3 separate regions of the Mus musculus genome follow, and all the other regions are linked to region 1. A link is a contact called in public Hi-C data. All regions are on one chromosome and are shown on one strand. The core of a region is the stretch at or near the end of the contact, and the rest is flanking DNA. Distances in the headings are between cores, read along the strand shown.

Region 1 (4,885 bases), core at 1,718-4,217:
AGTGCTTCCCTCTGCTTCTATAAATCAATTTGACATCGAGACCCTAGACCCAATGTCCACTCACCTCAATCTGTAATCACAGTAACACCTACTAGTCAGTTTTTACTCAAAGCTCAGGCCTTTTACTTGGCACATGCTGTTTTCTGGACAAAGGTAGATGAGGGTCAGGGCTTATATGTGGATGGAAGCAACTGTAATTTGATCAAGACAGAGGAGAAAGAAAGGAAGCAATACTGATGGTCATTTCATTTATAAAGCCTTTCTTCTCCACCTAAGGCTATCGGTGTGCAAAGGCGGCAATTAAAATGGGGTTCAGGGGGCTGGCGAGATGGCTCAGGGGTTAAGAGTGTCGACTGCTCTTCTGAAGGTCCTGAGTTCAAATCCCAGCAACCACATGGTGGCTCACAACCATCCCTAACGAAATCTGATGCCTTCTTCTGGAGTATCTGAGGACAGCTATAGTGTACTTACATATAATAAATAAATAAATAAATAAATAAATAAATAAATAAATAGGGTTCAGATAAAAACACCGCCAAACAGAAATCAAATAAAATATTAAAATACTCAAGTGTCATTATTAAATAAGTGTTTGCTGCAGAAGGTCCTTAGACACTAACGGAGTCCACAGAGCCCAGGAAACCCTGAGCAGAGGGGGTAAGACGTATTCTTGCCCAACACCTGTGGCTAAAATTATTTGGTTGCTTTAGCACATGCCTCTGATGTGCTGAAAGTGAAAAACAAGCATAAAACTCAAAATCAATGTTTCATTTTCAATTTTTTTTTTTTTTTGATATGAGGTCTCATGTAGCCCAGGCTGGTCTTAAACTCACTATGTAGCCAAGGATGACCTTGGACTCTCCATCCTCTTGCCTCCATCTCCCCAGTGTTGTGATTACAGGCGTTTACCTCGGTCAGGTTTATCTAGTACTGGGGATGGGACCCATTTGCTTCATGTGAACGAGGCAAGCAGTTTACCAATGGAGCCATATTCCCAGCCCCTACATTTCCCAGTGTTCCGTGCTCCTAGCTGCTTCGCTAGAACAAATCACATCCCTCGTTATCCTGGACAAGCTGTATTGTATAGCAATTTGAATCTGTGAATTGTGTCCACTCTTGCTCTGGACTATCCTGAAACATCTGTAGTGCTCTTGCACCAAAGAAAGCCCATGGAAAGGACACACAGGAAGTACTGAAATTATGGCTATTCACATAACAGTTTCCACACTCAGAGCATAGACAAGAAACTCTTTCATCTATATAAAAAAAATTAAAAAATTAAAAAAAACTCTAACATGAAAAAAAGATATTCTCTGTTGACAGAATCCCATATGAGACAGATTTAGAAGACCTGAGAGGTGGTTTTGTTTGTTTGTTTGGAGTGTGTAAGCATACATATACATGCTTATGTGCATGATTGCATGTAAGATAGTGTGTGTGCACTTTCATATTCACCTGAATAGTGACCAGAGGATAACCTTAAATATAATTCCTTGGGTGCTGCCACCCTGTTTTTTTTTTTTTTTTTTTTTTTTTTGGTGACAGGATCTCTCACTGAACCTGGAGCTTGCCCATCAAGCTACAAGTGAGAGCAGAGCAAGGACTGTTAAGCTGTTTCTGCTTTCCAACGGTTGTCTAACGGTTTCTTTCCATCCTGGAACAAAAGCTCTTTAAGCAGAAGGGTAAACAGCTCAGAAATAGCTTCGGAAGTCCCTGAAACTGAGCAGTTTTCCTAGGCCCCGCCCTGCCAAAGTAAGTAATAAAAGCTGAGAGTCTTCAGAAATAAAGGATGCTGAGCTGCAAACAGGACTTTCAGCAGAGAAAAGCTGCAAAAGACAGCGAGTCACAGCACCTGCCTGGACAAAGCAGAAACCAGTCATTGCTGTCAGGCAGAGGTTTAGACCCAATGAGGCACTTGGAAAGGACACTATCTAAGCTGTTGAGCTGACTGCAGGCTGTGCACTGTGCAGGATCCCCCGTGCCCCCCCATCTAGGGTTAAGTAAGGTAAGATACGTGTGTTGCATCTCCCCACTAAAAGTTTTGTCACACAACACCATCTCTCTGGGCTTTTAAAATATGGGTTCTGTGGGTTGAACAGGGGTCTTCACATCTGCAAGACAAGCACATTAGCAACTAAACCATCTCTCCGACATGCTACCCTCTTTGCTAGAAAATGGGGTCTCACTGTGTATCTTTGGCTGGCCTGGCCTTGAACTCACAGAGATCAGCCTGCCTCTGCCTCCTAAGTATTGGTGTTAATGGTAAGCACTACCACGACCATCCCAACCTCTTCTATTTTTATTTTTTTAGATAAGACTTTATGTAAGCCAAATTATTCTCAAATTTTCCATATCGCCCAAGATGACCTTGAACTCCTGAGCCTCCTGTTTCCACTTTCTAGTGCTGTGAAGGCATGCCATGATTGGTTTATGCTGTGCTGCGGGCGGAATCCAGAGCTTCCTGTGTGCTAGGCTAGCACTGTACCAACTGAGGCCCATCCCAGCCCTGAAACCTGAGTTTCAATTCCAAACTGTGTGACCTTGGATGGGTCGCTTTAATCTCTCCAAACCTCCTATTATATAAGCGGAAGGGGCTGGGCTAGCTACATCTACATCCCTTCCAGCTCTAAAAATCCTGATCCTTAGTGCAAACACAGTCTGGGCTTGGCTGTTTTGTTTTGTTTTGCCGGTTGAACCCTCTGCACATCAGAGAGTAGGTGAAAGCCAGAGAAACAAGATCTTTGGGAAGCACGCAATCTGAAGAACCAGAAGGGATGTAATTAAAATCAGGGTTCTGTTCCCACAAACACACCCAAGGATCTTCCCATACAAACACCACAGTAATTAACTAACCTGCAAACCACACGGTTGCCACCCTCCAGGCCCTGCCGGGCTTAGCTAGCAGCCTGACTCAGGAATCCAGGCCGTCCTCACCCTCCCAGCCAGCGAGCCTGGCTCCTGACAGCATTCAAGCGTGGTTTGCCCGTGGCGTTGGTGAGACAGGAGCATTTCTCAAAGTCATGCAGGGGCATGAATACATTGCTGGAATTTTCAAAATCATTACACTGATGAGAAGACATGATGAGGAGCCAGCCTGCATCTGAATATCCTTGTATCTGCACTAAAGCCCTTTTTTCTCCTCCCTTTGGCCGCAAGAGGTTTACCAGAGTTGCTGCCAAATTGGTTTCTCAAGGAAGCTGGCTTTAGCAGGACCCTCTCCAGGGACGTGGGCCTCACTGTCTCAGTCCTCCAGGGCTGGGGCATTCCACTAGTTGGGCCAGTCCCTGGCACCATCTGACCAGAGTGGAGTCTATTTTCAACCTCCTCCTTTTTTTAACAACCTTATGTCATGCGTTCACCCAGACTGGCCTTGTGGCCCAGAAATTATATTTGTCCTGTCATCTGGCTAACCTGATAAACTTATAGTGCCCCGGCTGGGGTGCACAGGGCCAGCTGGGGACAGCTGAGGAGGTCTGCTTTAAGTCCCTAGATAACATCAGGGAGAGATGTCCTCAATCACACATTACAAATGAGGTCTGGGAGGACCTGCCTGGGAAAGATAATGTGTTCTCAGACATTTCTGGAGTCGATTCATTGGGCAGGCATCTTGGCTATCTGTATAATCTCAATGGCTTCACCCCTGGGGACCCGGCATTCTGCAGGCACCACGCATCTGATGATCTGAATTCAACAGCTGAAAACTGATGAGCAGGTCTACATAATCTGGCCAGTCGACAGACCAGCAGCTGCTGTCTTGCCTGGAAGTGTGTTCCGAGCACAGAGCTGGGGGCAGGTGAGATGGCTCAACACAGAAAGGTGCTTGCTGCCAAGTCTGATAACCTGAGTTTGATCCCTGGGACCAACAGGGGCAAGGAGAGAAATTACTTCCACAGGTTGTTTGTTCTTTTAAAAAAAATTTTTTTTTTTACTCCATGTGTGTTTTGCCTGTATTTATATGTATGTCTGTGTACCATGGGAACACAATGCCCATAAAAGGATTTGGGACAGCCATTAAGCGATGCTTGTAGTTTGCCATGTAGGCGCTGGGAACTGAACCTAGGCCCTCTGAAAGAGTAGCCGGGCTGGCGAGATGGCTCAGCGGGTAAGAGCACCGTCTGCTCTCCCAAAGGTCCTGAGTTCGAATCCCAGCAACCACATGGTGGCTCACAACACCCGTAATGAGATCTGATCACCCTCTTCTGGTGCATCTGAAGACAGCTACAGTGTATTTATGTATAATAATGAAAAATAAATCTTTGGGCCAGAGCAAGCAGGGCCAACCGGAACGAGCAGAGGTCCTAAAATTCAATTCCAAGCAACCACATGAAGGCTCACAACCATCTGTACAGCTACAATGTATTCATATACATAAAATAAATAAATAAATAAATAAATAAATATTTAAAGAGTAGCCAGTGCTCTCAACCACCACAAGTTGTCCTTAGACCTCCACTTGTACCTTGTGACTTGTGTGCTTCCCCCTCTCCCCGAAATAAATAATTATTAAGAAAAATGTTTAAAACAAGTACAGAGCCGGGCGTGGTGGCACGCGCCTTTAATCCTAGCACTCGGGAGGCAAAGGCAGGCGAATTTCTGAGTTCGAGGCCAGCCTGGTCTACAAAGTGAGTGCCAGGACAGCCAGGGCTACACAGAGAAACCCTGTCTCGAAAACCCAAAAAAAAAAAAAAAAAAAAAAAAAAAAAACAAGTACAGAGTTGGTTTGGGAAGATAGATCAACCTGTAATTGCAAATACAGGACCTGAGTTTGGTTCCCAGCAGTCACACACACAAAAAAATGCCAGATACGGTAATATATGTTTGTAATCCTGGTGCTAGGAAGTGGGGATGGCTTGCTGGCTTAACCTATTTAGTGAGCTCTAGGCCA
Region 2 (4,595 bases), core at 68-2,567, 360 kb after region 1:
TGTGGAGGGGGTGGGGGTGGGGGAGGGGGAAAGGCAGGATGTGGTGGCAGGTGCTTATAACTCCAGCACTAGGAAGGCGCAGCGGGGACTGGCTACCTGTCACCCAGCCTACTACTGGAGTTCTAGCTGTGGAGAAACCCTGACTCAAAAATAAAACCAAGGATGGTGATGCCTGAGGAACAGCACTAGGGTTTATCCTCTGGTCCCTATGTGTGTATACTATACACACATGCATGAAAATAGGTTTACACGAGTGTAGACACCTGCATACACACACACACACACGTGCGTATCTGTGAGTGAGTACATACACCACACACTCACACAGAACCCAGTTTGGCATCATCTGCGTTAGCCATTTATTCTACAGAAAACAGTTGTCACTCTGAGTAACTGGGGAGAGAGATCTTCTCCAAAGATGCCACGTCTTTAATCCCAGCAGACAACAATCAGAGTGTCAGTGAGTTTGAGGCCAGCCTGGTCTACAAAGCGAGTTCTAGGACAACCAGGGCTGTTACATAGAAGAAAAACAAACCCTGTCTCAGGAAAAACAAAATCACAAAAAAGAGCAATGAGCCTTTCAGGGGTTCTTTGTGACACAGCCCATCAAGAGTGACACCTTCTGTCTGATATATTCATCTACATGTTTATTGAACACGTTCCTGTTTTCATTCACATTATTTTGATTAATGTATGAATGGGTGCAAGAATACAGTAGAAAAATCTAAGGTGACTGTGCCTTCCAATGAATGAAAATGAGACACCTCCTTACTGTATTTTATAACTAAAACACATCCTGTATTATTATTGTTGTTGTTATTATTATTATTATTATTATTATTATTGCAACATACTTCCTCTGACTTCAGCTTTGAAGTAATGATATAAAATTCATTTTATTTCTTTTCCAAGCCTGGCTCTTTCACACACAACATCAGACTTGTCATATCTGAGGAATTATTAAAATAAGATGGAGCCTGCTATTTCTGGGCAGAAAAGCCTCTTTGAGCCAGCGTCCTCAGGAGAGACTCGGTCTCCATCTCATTAGTCGATGCTGAGACATGTCCTAGTCTTCGAGTTCAAGGTGATGAAAGATTAGGGCGTTGGGCCTCATCTCATTCTGTATGCAGTGTGAGTCCTTCCCTGCCCGTGAACACGAAATTACATTGAACCTGGGGAGTCTAACTCCATTAATTTTAAATGGAAGATTAATTTAACAATATGCGGCAGGTATTTGTTACAGACCTATCATGTAAAAGTGACAGTTGGCAATAAATTGTACTGACTCACACTGGCCAGTGGCCCTGGCTCGAATAAATCAGGAGGTATTTCCACATAATTGCTGTTTTTTAAGACGGGAAATGGGTGATGTGTTTCTCTGATGAAAGACCAGGGCAAGCCCATTCAAAGAAACAGTGGCTGATGGGAAAGGCACGATTCAGCTCTGGAGGGAAATGCTTTTAATGAGTATTTCTACAATAACCAGGGACGAATAACAAATCCTGTACTGATGCAGAGCAATGTTTAAAAAAAAAACACTACAATAATTCTGTTGTTTGAAATTGTCATGGTATTTTTTTAATCAATTTCCTTGAGGTAACTACAGTAATAATACCCCAGAAATAACCAATTGCAAGTGATAAGGAGAGAATGTAAAGGGGAGGAGGGGGAAAAGGTATGGCTGCTGATAAGGGAGATAGATTCTGCCTTTTCTACAAGTCCCTGTAATAATGAATAGACATCAAAAACTTGTAAGGCTTGGGGGTAGGGAGGACAAAAGGGAAGGTGCAATTAAAGTGGACTGTTTCCAAAGACAAATGCACGAGGTTCTCTTTATTCTTCTTCTTCTTTTTCTTTTTCTTTTTCTTTTTCTTTTTCCTGCCATGTTGTAATTCTTAAAGCTCTCAAAGCAAATCCGAATCTTCAAGTAAATGACAGGAAAAAAGGAAAGGCCCACAATGCCTCAGAGCTTGACTGCTTGGAGGTAAGCCAGGCAAGAGAGAAGACACAAGGAGGCTAAGGGCACTTCTCAGGAGAGGCTACGTTTGGGAACAGCAACTGGCATGAGGGTCCCGCTGCCTTCTCCCTGCCCAAGGAAGAGTCCTTCTCATCTCTCATCTGCAAGCAGCTGCCTGTCCAGCACTCAGGGAAAGGGTGCTGAAGGGCCTGTGTCTGCACTAGAGCCCAACACAATTCTTTAAAAAGATGAGCAGGGTAAGGATGCTCGCCCTCCCTCCACGCACCCTCTCATTAACTCAAAGAATCGTTGGGATGTTGGCTCAAAGGCCTGCCTCTCAGAAGCATGGCTCATCTGGATGCCTGCTAGTTAGTAAGTAGTCTGAGGGGCAGAAGAAGTTAGGCGGCTCTTGAAATGTTACTTGACACACCCCCTGACTCAATTCTCCATCCCTTTTCCAAGAAATCCTTCCCCACAGGAGAAGGGCCAATCACCCCAGAGCACCTTCCAGCTGTAGCTCCTTCAGAGGGTCCAGGCTGCCCAAGTGGAACTGTCTTAACCCCCTAGGGTCTCTGATAAAGGTCTTCTCATCAAGCCACTGCTAATCTCATCCCATCATTTTGAAACGCAGACTACTGACTTACAACTGGCTGTTCCTTGAGACTGGTGAACGAGACCACTCCAAGTTCCCCATGCTGTAGTCTTAGTCTTGAGAGTTCTGCTCAGTCCTTCTAGGGTCCTCTTACTCACCCTTTAAAAGCTAAAACCAATTGCATATCCTCTGTGAAGAAGTCAATGCCTAGTTTAAGTGTTCCTGGGGAGAAGTCTGCCATACTCATTTTTCTGGAGCATTAGACCAACATAGCAGACATTGGTTACATTCATGATAACCAAGCTAGCTTAAAGAAGGTATTTCAAAGAACCATCATGATTAGGAAGAGGCGAGGACAGAGAACAACCTGATGTGCTTCTGTGTCTTTTTACAAATACATTGTGGAGTTTATATATTATTATATAGGGCTGACAAGTAAATTATAGTATATATTTGGGAATAAATGGTAATGACAGTAGGGTCAGGATGGGGAGAAGCCGAATTACTCGTCACTCCAGATAACCAGTGAGCTTCAGGTTCAGTGAGAGAGCCCATCCAGGCCAGCTAACATTGACCTCTGGCTGGACATGTGGCACAAAAGACACACACACACACACACACACACACACACACAGAGAGAGAGAGAGAGAGAGAGAGAGAGAGAGAGACAGAGAGAGAGAGAGAGGGAGAGAGAAACAGAGAGACAGATACAGAGAGACAGACACAGAGACAGACAGACAGACAGACAGACAGACAGACAGACAGACAGACAGGAAAATCTATTCTTTAAAGGGTCTTTGTTGCCAAGTTTACTTACAGAAATAAATTTAGAGTCACATAGGAAAACCAACCCAGAAACTTCAGTAGCTCAGGAGAAACAGTGATGGGCTACAAAGGTAGCCCAGTGGTAATGATCGTAAAGTCCTGACTTCGTGGGGGGGGGGGGTAAAAAAACGTACATGTGGTGGTGGAAGCTTGCCATTAGCTGCTCAACAACAGGCTTAAGCAGGAAAATGCAAAGTTCAAAGAGAGACAGAAAGAGATACAGAGACATTGCCTAGGCAATGCAGTGAAAAACTGCATCAAAATGGGAAGTAGACAGGAAAGCTGGGGATGTAGCTCAGCTGTACACATGTTTGGAATAGCCAAAGAGGGGCCGAGGGTATACCTCAGTAGTGTACGTGTCAGCCTACGATCTCCTGGTGAGAGGCTGGAGCTGTTTCATCACACAGTGGTTAGCACTTGACAGATCTCAGGTTCAATCCCCTCAAGTCAAAAGCTATGAGTTAGATTCAAAGAAAGGAAGGGGTGGGAACATATAGCCTATTAGCAGAAACTGCTCATGTCCAACAGGCCTTGAGTTCTCAGGCCATTTATTGCTAGGGCATTGGGTTTATTATCAAGATTTTCTCAAATGTCATAGAAATGTTATTGGAAGTGCTATTGACCAGATTAAATAATATAGGAAAAAGACAAAAAAAAAAAAACAAACAAAAAAAAAACAACAAAAGACCAAAAACAACAAAACAAAACAAAAACCCGATCAAACCCCCTGCTGGTGTGCCTTCTAGTCTTCTCGGAGGAGCTTGAGGCTGAAGGCAGGGGAGCTGATACAGAGGCAGCGGCCTCACTTCATCATGGAGACAAGGGATGCTGGCAATGGATGCCTCTAACCAGTTCTCTTCTGTGCTTTAATGCTAAATTTCTTATGGGAGTGCATCACCTAATTAGAGGAATTGATAACTGCACTGTTCCATAATGAGGCCAATACATTTCAAAGTCATTAAAGATAACCAAGGCAATAAGTCTGGGTTTAAGCGGCGTTTCCTCAGATTTCACAGTCTGCGTGTTGCAAGTGTGGGGGAAAAAGCAATCCCTGCCTAGTCAACTGTAAATGCTGGGTTATTGGAATCTTTAAAACAGGCAGCAAGGAGAAAATTACATGGCCAAATCTCCTTTTTCCAGTTAATGAAGAATTAAGACTCCCATTTACCATATTAGAAGGTTCATCGGGGGTCCAGGCACTCCATAGCTGGTGTCTGACAG
Region 3 (4,769 bases), core at 1,484-3,983, 470 kb after region 1:
ATAAACAAATATCACCGGATCAAAAACAAAGGTTTCTTCAAAGCCCTTCAGCAAAGTGAGACAGATACAGCTGAAGAACTGAGAGGCAAATGCAAGCACTCTTGGATTAGCCCAAGAATGGGCAACTGCAGGTAACAACACATACCTCACCTGCATGCAAATACAGACTCCGTGATGCATGGACTACAGTATCAGTTTCATGAACAAGGACAACTTCTGGGTTTTCACCTTAGTTTACTAAAATCTCCACTATAGGACAGGGGAGCAAACAGAAGGTTCTGGAGGGAGGAGGGATACTGAAGCAAGGGACAGTGTTTAAAAACGAAACAAAACAAAACAAAACAAAACAAAACAGTTCTTCCTTGTTCAGCTAAAGGTAGGGAAACTTAGTCTTTTCAAATTCAACAGTCCATGATTTAATGATAAGGATTAGCTCATCTGTGGTGATTTCCACATTTCAAAGAGTTGTCAAAGGCAATTAATGAGAAAACAAACAAACAAACAAAAAAAAAACAGTATGGGACTCAACCTGATAGTGACTCACCTTCATTACAAACTTAGTGAAGCCGTTCTCATAAAAGGACCATGAGCACAACATAAACACTGTATCTCAAGTTGGGGAAGAGGGGCCAATCACAGAAACTGTAAATACATTACTTCCATTTAAAAGCAAGAGACTCGCCAACGTGGAAGTCAGTCCCTGAAATCGAGTACTACACGTGATGCCGTTGGACTGACACTGGAAACAGAGCCCGGCTTTGATGAGGGCTTGGCAACTCCACTAAGGATTTTGCAGGGTGATAACGGAACAATGTGGGATTGGAAACACATTCCGCAGAGGGGCATTTTTATCATAGCTGAGAGCGGGACAGACATCTGGTACTCATCTTCTCCATGTACGCTAATAACACGACAGCTCTTGAGATAAGCAAAGTAAGTTGATTTTACCAAGGCAACTTTTACAAAATGAGTAAGTTTTATAAGCGAAGCAAAGTTGACCCAGCACAAAAAAACAAACAAACAAAAAAACAAAAAACAAAAAACAAAAAAAAAAACCCAAAAACAAAAAACCCTTCCAAATCCTAATCAAGGATTCGCTAGTTATCAAATATGTCATTAAGTAATAAAAGCATTCCAAGAACTAAGGAGGTAAAAAGCAAAACAAAATGTGGATTCTGATTCCTGAAGTGACACCCTTCTTTCAGGGTGATCACACTGACAACATAAATGACAGTAGAATGTTCAGGCTGTAACTGAACGTGGTGAAGGTGGTGGCTTCGGCTCTATTTCTGAAAGGGAGGTGGGGTGAGGATAGAGAGCATGGAGGGCAGGCACCGCAGCCTGCAGATCTTACTTCCAGCATCGCAACCCACACCCAGCCTGGTGTGAAGAGATGGCAGATGGGACGACGTCTGTTCTTTCAACTGCTAAAGCAAGACACGGAGCGTATCCTGCTTCTTCTGTAAGCATGAATATTCAGGCCCGCTGCGCAGAACCACCATCAGTGTGCTAACTGTATGATGCAGGGCCAGAGGAATCCTTAGCATTCTCCTTGGATTATAGTTCAAGACGAAGTTAGTGGGACCAGGTGAGGGTGCCTTTTGGGCCAAATTTAGGAAAGACTTGATATTCACTGAAACGATGCTGATTTTCATAATTCAACCAGAAATGCAGTCAGAGAAACGAGTCACAAGAAGACTGATTGGCCATGTTAAGAGGACAACGTTAAGAGCAGCTGAACTGAATGGGTGTTTATTGGCTATGGTTGGTAGCATGTGTTCTATCTTGCGTATTATAGTATCAAGCGTTACTTCAGAACACAATCAAGTGCCTGTAAGTACTAAAATACACAGTGCTATGCCATCTTGTGTAAATAGTTGTGGTTTGTAATTCTTCCTCATTTATACCATGAGAAGGAATACTAAACCCACAAAGGATAATTTTGTTATAAAAAATGCAATGAAGCAACCATCTCTCTGTCCTTGAATGAAAGATAGTGTAATAATCCCAGAGGTATATTTCGTCCATCCCCTCCCCTCCCCTAAGAACAAAGTGTAAGGACCAGAACACATATAATGCATCTGTATTTGCCAAACTGTGGAGTGTGGTGATTGCTGGCTTAAAAGCCAGATACAGCTACCAACCAAGTACAAGGAAAACACTACTGGAATGCCATCTCCCCTCACAGTGAAATAACAGAAACAGAAAAGCAAGTCACTGTGCACACTGAAGCTCTTTTGAGTACTTAGAAGAAATCAAATAATTCCATATGTAATCTGACTTCCAGCAATTATGGAATTGGGCTGGCAAGGGCAATCATGTGTCCCCCCTATCTCCTAAACGTGCTAAGTTCCCCACCGAGGCAGATGCCTCCTGATCCTTAAGGCCCAACAGGTTAAACCCTTTAGAAATAAGACAATCCTCAACGACAGGGCAGAAATCAGTGAGCTCGTTAGGGGCAAGAGGGATTCCTCGGGTGTCATTTTTTCACACTGTAATGAGGGTTTGTTATACGAGCGAACTGATGGCAAGAGGAGGCGCGCAGGTGGAAGTGGAGATGGACTTACGAAGTAGCCTGTCCCCAAGCTGGAAGGAGCTGAACTCTGTAAAGGAAGCACAGAGACAGAGCACAAAAGTCAGTGGCCATTTTTAGCATGTTCCCATCCACACAGCTCATTACCAACCCTTTGTGAGTTTTTCATCACACATCACATGCCCGAGTCCGAGACCCCTTGTCGTCTGCTGCTGATACACACACAGTATTGCTTGATTTTTCCCTTTATATCTCTCAGCGACTCAGAGATGCTAACGTGCTATTTACTAGATTCTGAGCTTCTGCGGTGGACGTAATTGCCAATTTATTTGACAGGCAGCTGGGTAATGAATTAATGATGGCATTTCGCCCTGCACTGAGACTAAACAGGCACGTGGCAGCCTGCCTCCCCGATTTCCTGACATTCAAGGCCCGGGTCTCAAGCTATTTGGTTTTGTGGCCGCAGAGAGGCAGGCAAGAGGAAAAAAAAGCCCAGACTGACTTGAAAATAAAAAGCCCAATGGGTTTGGATGACTTTTTGGTATATGACCTACTTGCTAGTTTATTCCCCAAAGGCTTTGGTTTAGCACACACTTGGCACTGTGCAAAAATTAGACATTTTGTAAACATAATTAGTTGACTAAAATGCAAAGAATCCGTGGGTGGAGGGAAGCAGTTTTTCTCTCAATAATATCAATTCAGACTGCCATAGCGCTCACACAGTGAACCAACTGAAAATCAATAATTCTGAACTGAACTCAGGGTATCAAGTACTGAGGGAAAAAAAGCCAAAGTATGAATACAAAATTCATCTGTATATCTTTCTATTACTATGTATGTATGTATGTATGTATGTATGCATGCCTACGTTAGTTTATGTGTACTATGTGTGTACAGGTGCCCTAGGGAGGCCACAGGGTAATGGATCCTCTAGAACGTGGGTTCAAGGCAATTGTGCTGAGGAAATGCTGGGAACCAAACTTGGGGGAAGAGTAAGAACTCACCCATCTCTCCAGTACCGCCCCCCCTCAATTTGAGTCAGGTTCTCATGAAATCTGTTTTCCCCCAATTCCAGAGGTATGCACCACTGCACTCCTTTATGTAGTGATCGAATAAAGGGCTTTCTGAATGCTAGGAACCACTCAACCAACTAAAGTATTTGCCCAACACTCTACCTAGTTTATGGACAAGGTCTCTGTAGTCTAGGCTAGCCTCAGACTCCCTTGATCCTCTTGGATCCCTCTCCCGAGTGTTGGGAAACCAGAAGTGTACCACAGCACCTGGTTTGAACATTGCTAGCACCTCAGACATGCTGGGCAAACATTCCACCAATGAAGCTGCAGCCCTAGCCCTGGATCAGTTTTGTTTATAGGCTTTCTCTAAAACTTGTCCTAAGAAATTGTTTAACGTTTTGTCGTCCTCTTTGTGAGCGGGGGGGGGGGGGGTGGGGTGGGGGTGGGGGGTGGGGGGGAAGGCACTGAACAAGCTGGAAATGAAAATAACCTGATGCAGAGTCAGTCTTTAAATTCTAGCTCAGCAGCTTTGTATTAGGGCTGACCACATCTTCATAGAAAAGCCTGATTGCCACCCTAATTCAACAGTTATTAACATCAGCTCATCCACTTACATAGCCAACCTGCTATTCTTTAGACAAAAGGCAGGAGGGGAACATGTGCCTATTCATCATGTCTTTCGCTCAAGATGCACTGCAGAAATGCAGGTTGAAGTGATGTCTAAATACATGGATCGTATGAGGGAGGAGAGGCTAAGGAGAATTTCACATCTTCGTAACCACAACAGGTATGATTTCTGCTGACTGTAAATTGAGGTGTTACTCTTCTTATCATTGTGACCAGCCACCTGAAGAAAATCAACTTAAAGAAGGGAGGACTTATTTTGGATCTCTGCTTGAGGATAAAGTTTGTCATAGTGAGGATGGCATGTCAGAAGGTCCTAATCACGCTGTGTGAGCAGTCAGTAATTGGTATCAAACAGGAAGTACAGGGAACCTATCAAACAGCAAGGCTCTACCTTCTAAAGGTTCCACAATTGCCTACAACTGCACTGCTAGACTTACACCAATGGTTCAAACACTGGGCCTAAGGGGGACATTTCACATTCAAACCTAGGAGAAAAGTAGACAACTTTCTGACCATCTCCACATCAAACAAAAATACCACCCTTCACAGCATTCCTACAGAAAAAAAAAATTCCTCATCTTGCTGTTTCCTACAAG

What was found. A called contact is a pair of places that touch in the nucleus more often than the background predicts.
Region 2: a Hi-C map of the N1E-115 cell line shows a contact between it and region 1, with 4 times the contacts expected there. The contact joins two enhancer-like sites. A contact is called at or near these places in 3 of 484 Hi-C or Micro-C datasets (the N1E-115 cell line, nephron progenitors and uterus) and 2 of 115 datasets of contacts at active chromatin or transcription factors (embryonic basal ganglia and embryonic stem cells).
Region 3: a Hi-C map of the N1E-115 cell line shows a contact between it and region 1, with 2.0 times the contacts expected there. The contact joins two enhancer-like sites. A contact is called at or near these places in 1 of 484 Hi-C or Micro-C datasets (the N1E-115 cell line), 4 of 115 datasets of contacts at active chromatin or transcription factors (embryonic basal ganglia, embryonic forebrain, embryonic stem cells and 1 more) and 1 of 9 other capture datasets (embryonic tail).

Annotation. Positions count from the first base shown.
Region 1 is chr5:131,555,249-131,560,133 of GRCm38.p6, forward strand. The region is part of intron 5 of Auts2 (autism susceptibility candidate 2); the gene reads right to left. Among named protein-coding and RNA genes, the nearest start is that of Gm29681, 140 kb to the left of the region's middle. Within about 2 kb of position 2,968, at least 39 of the 459 cell types and tissues checked have an H3K27ac peak or open chromatin away from gene starts, as enhancers often do. A contact at or near this core is called in the N1E-115 cell line, where this site is marked.
Region 2 is chr5:131,915,859-131,920,453 of GRCm38.p6, forward strand. The region is part of intron 4 of Auts2 (autism susceptibility candidate 2); the gene reads right to left. Among named protein-coding and RNA genes, the nearest start is that of 4930563F08Rik, 38 kb to the left of the region's middle. Within about 2 kb of position 1,318, at least 11 of the 459 cell types and tissues checked have an H3K27ac peak or open chromatin away from gene starts, as enhancers often do. A contact at or near this core is called in the N1E-115 cell line, where this site is marked.
Region 3 is chr5:132,028,423-132,033,191 of GRCm38.p6, forward strand. Auts2 (autism susceptibility candidate 2) reads right to left here. Exons shown (of 20, transcript NM_001363480.1): 4 at 2,568-2,603. Among named protein-coding and RNA genes, the nearest start is that of 4930563F08Rik, 150 kb to the left of the region's middle. Within about 2 kb of position 2,734, at least 7 of the 459 cell types and tissues checked have an H3K27ac peak or open chromatin away from gene starts, as enhancers often do. A contact at or near this core is called in the N1E-115 cell line, where this site is marked.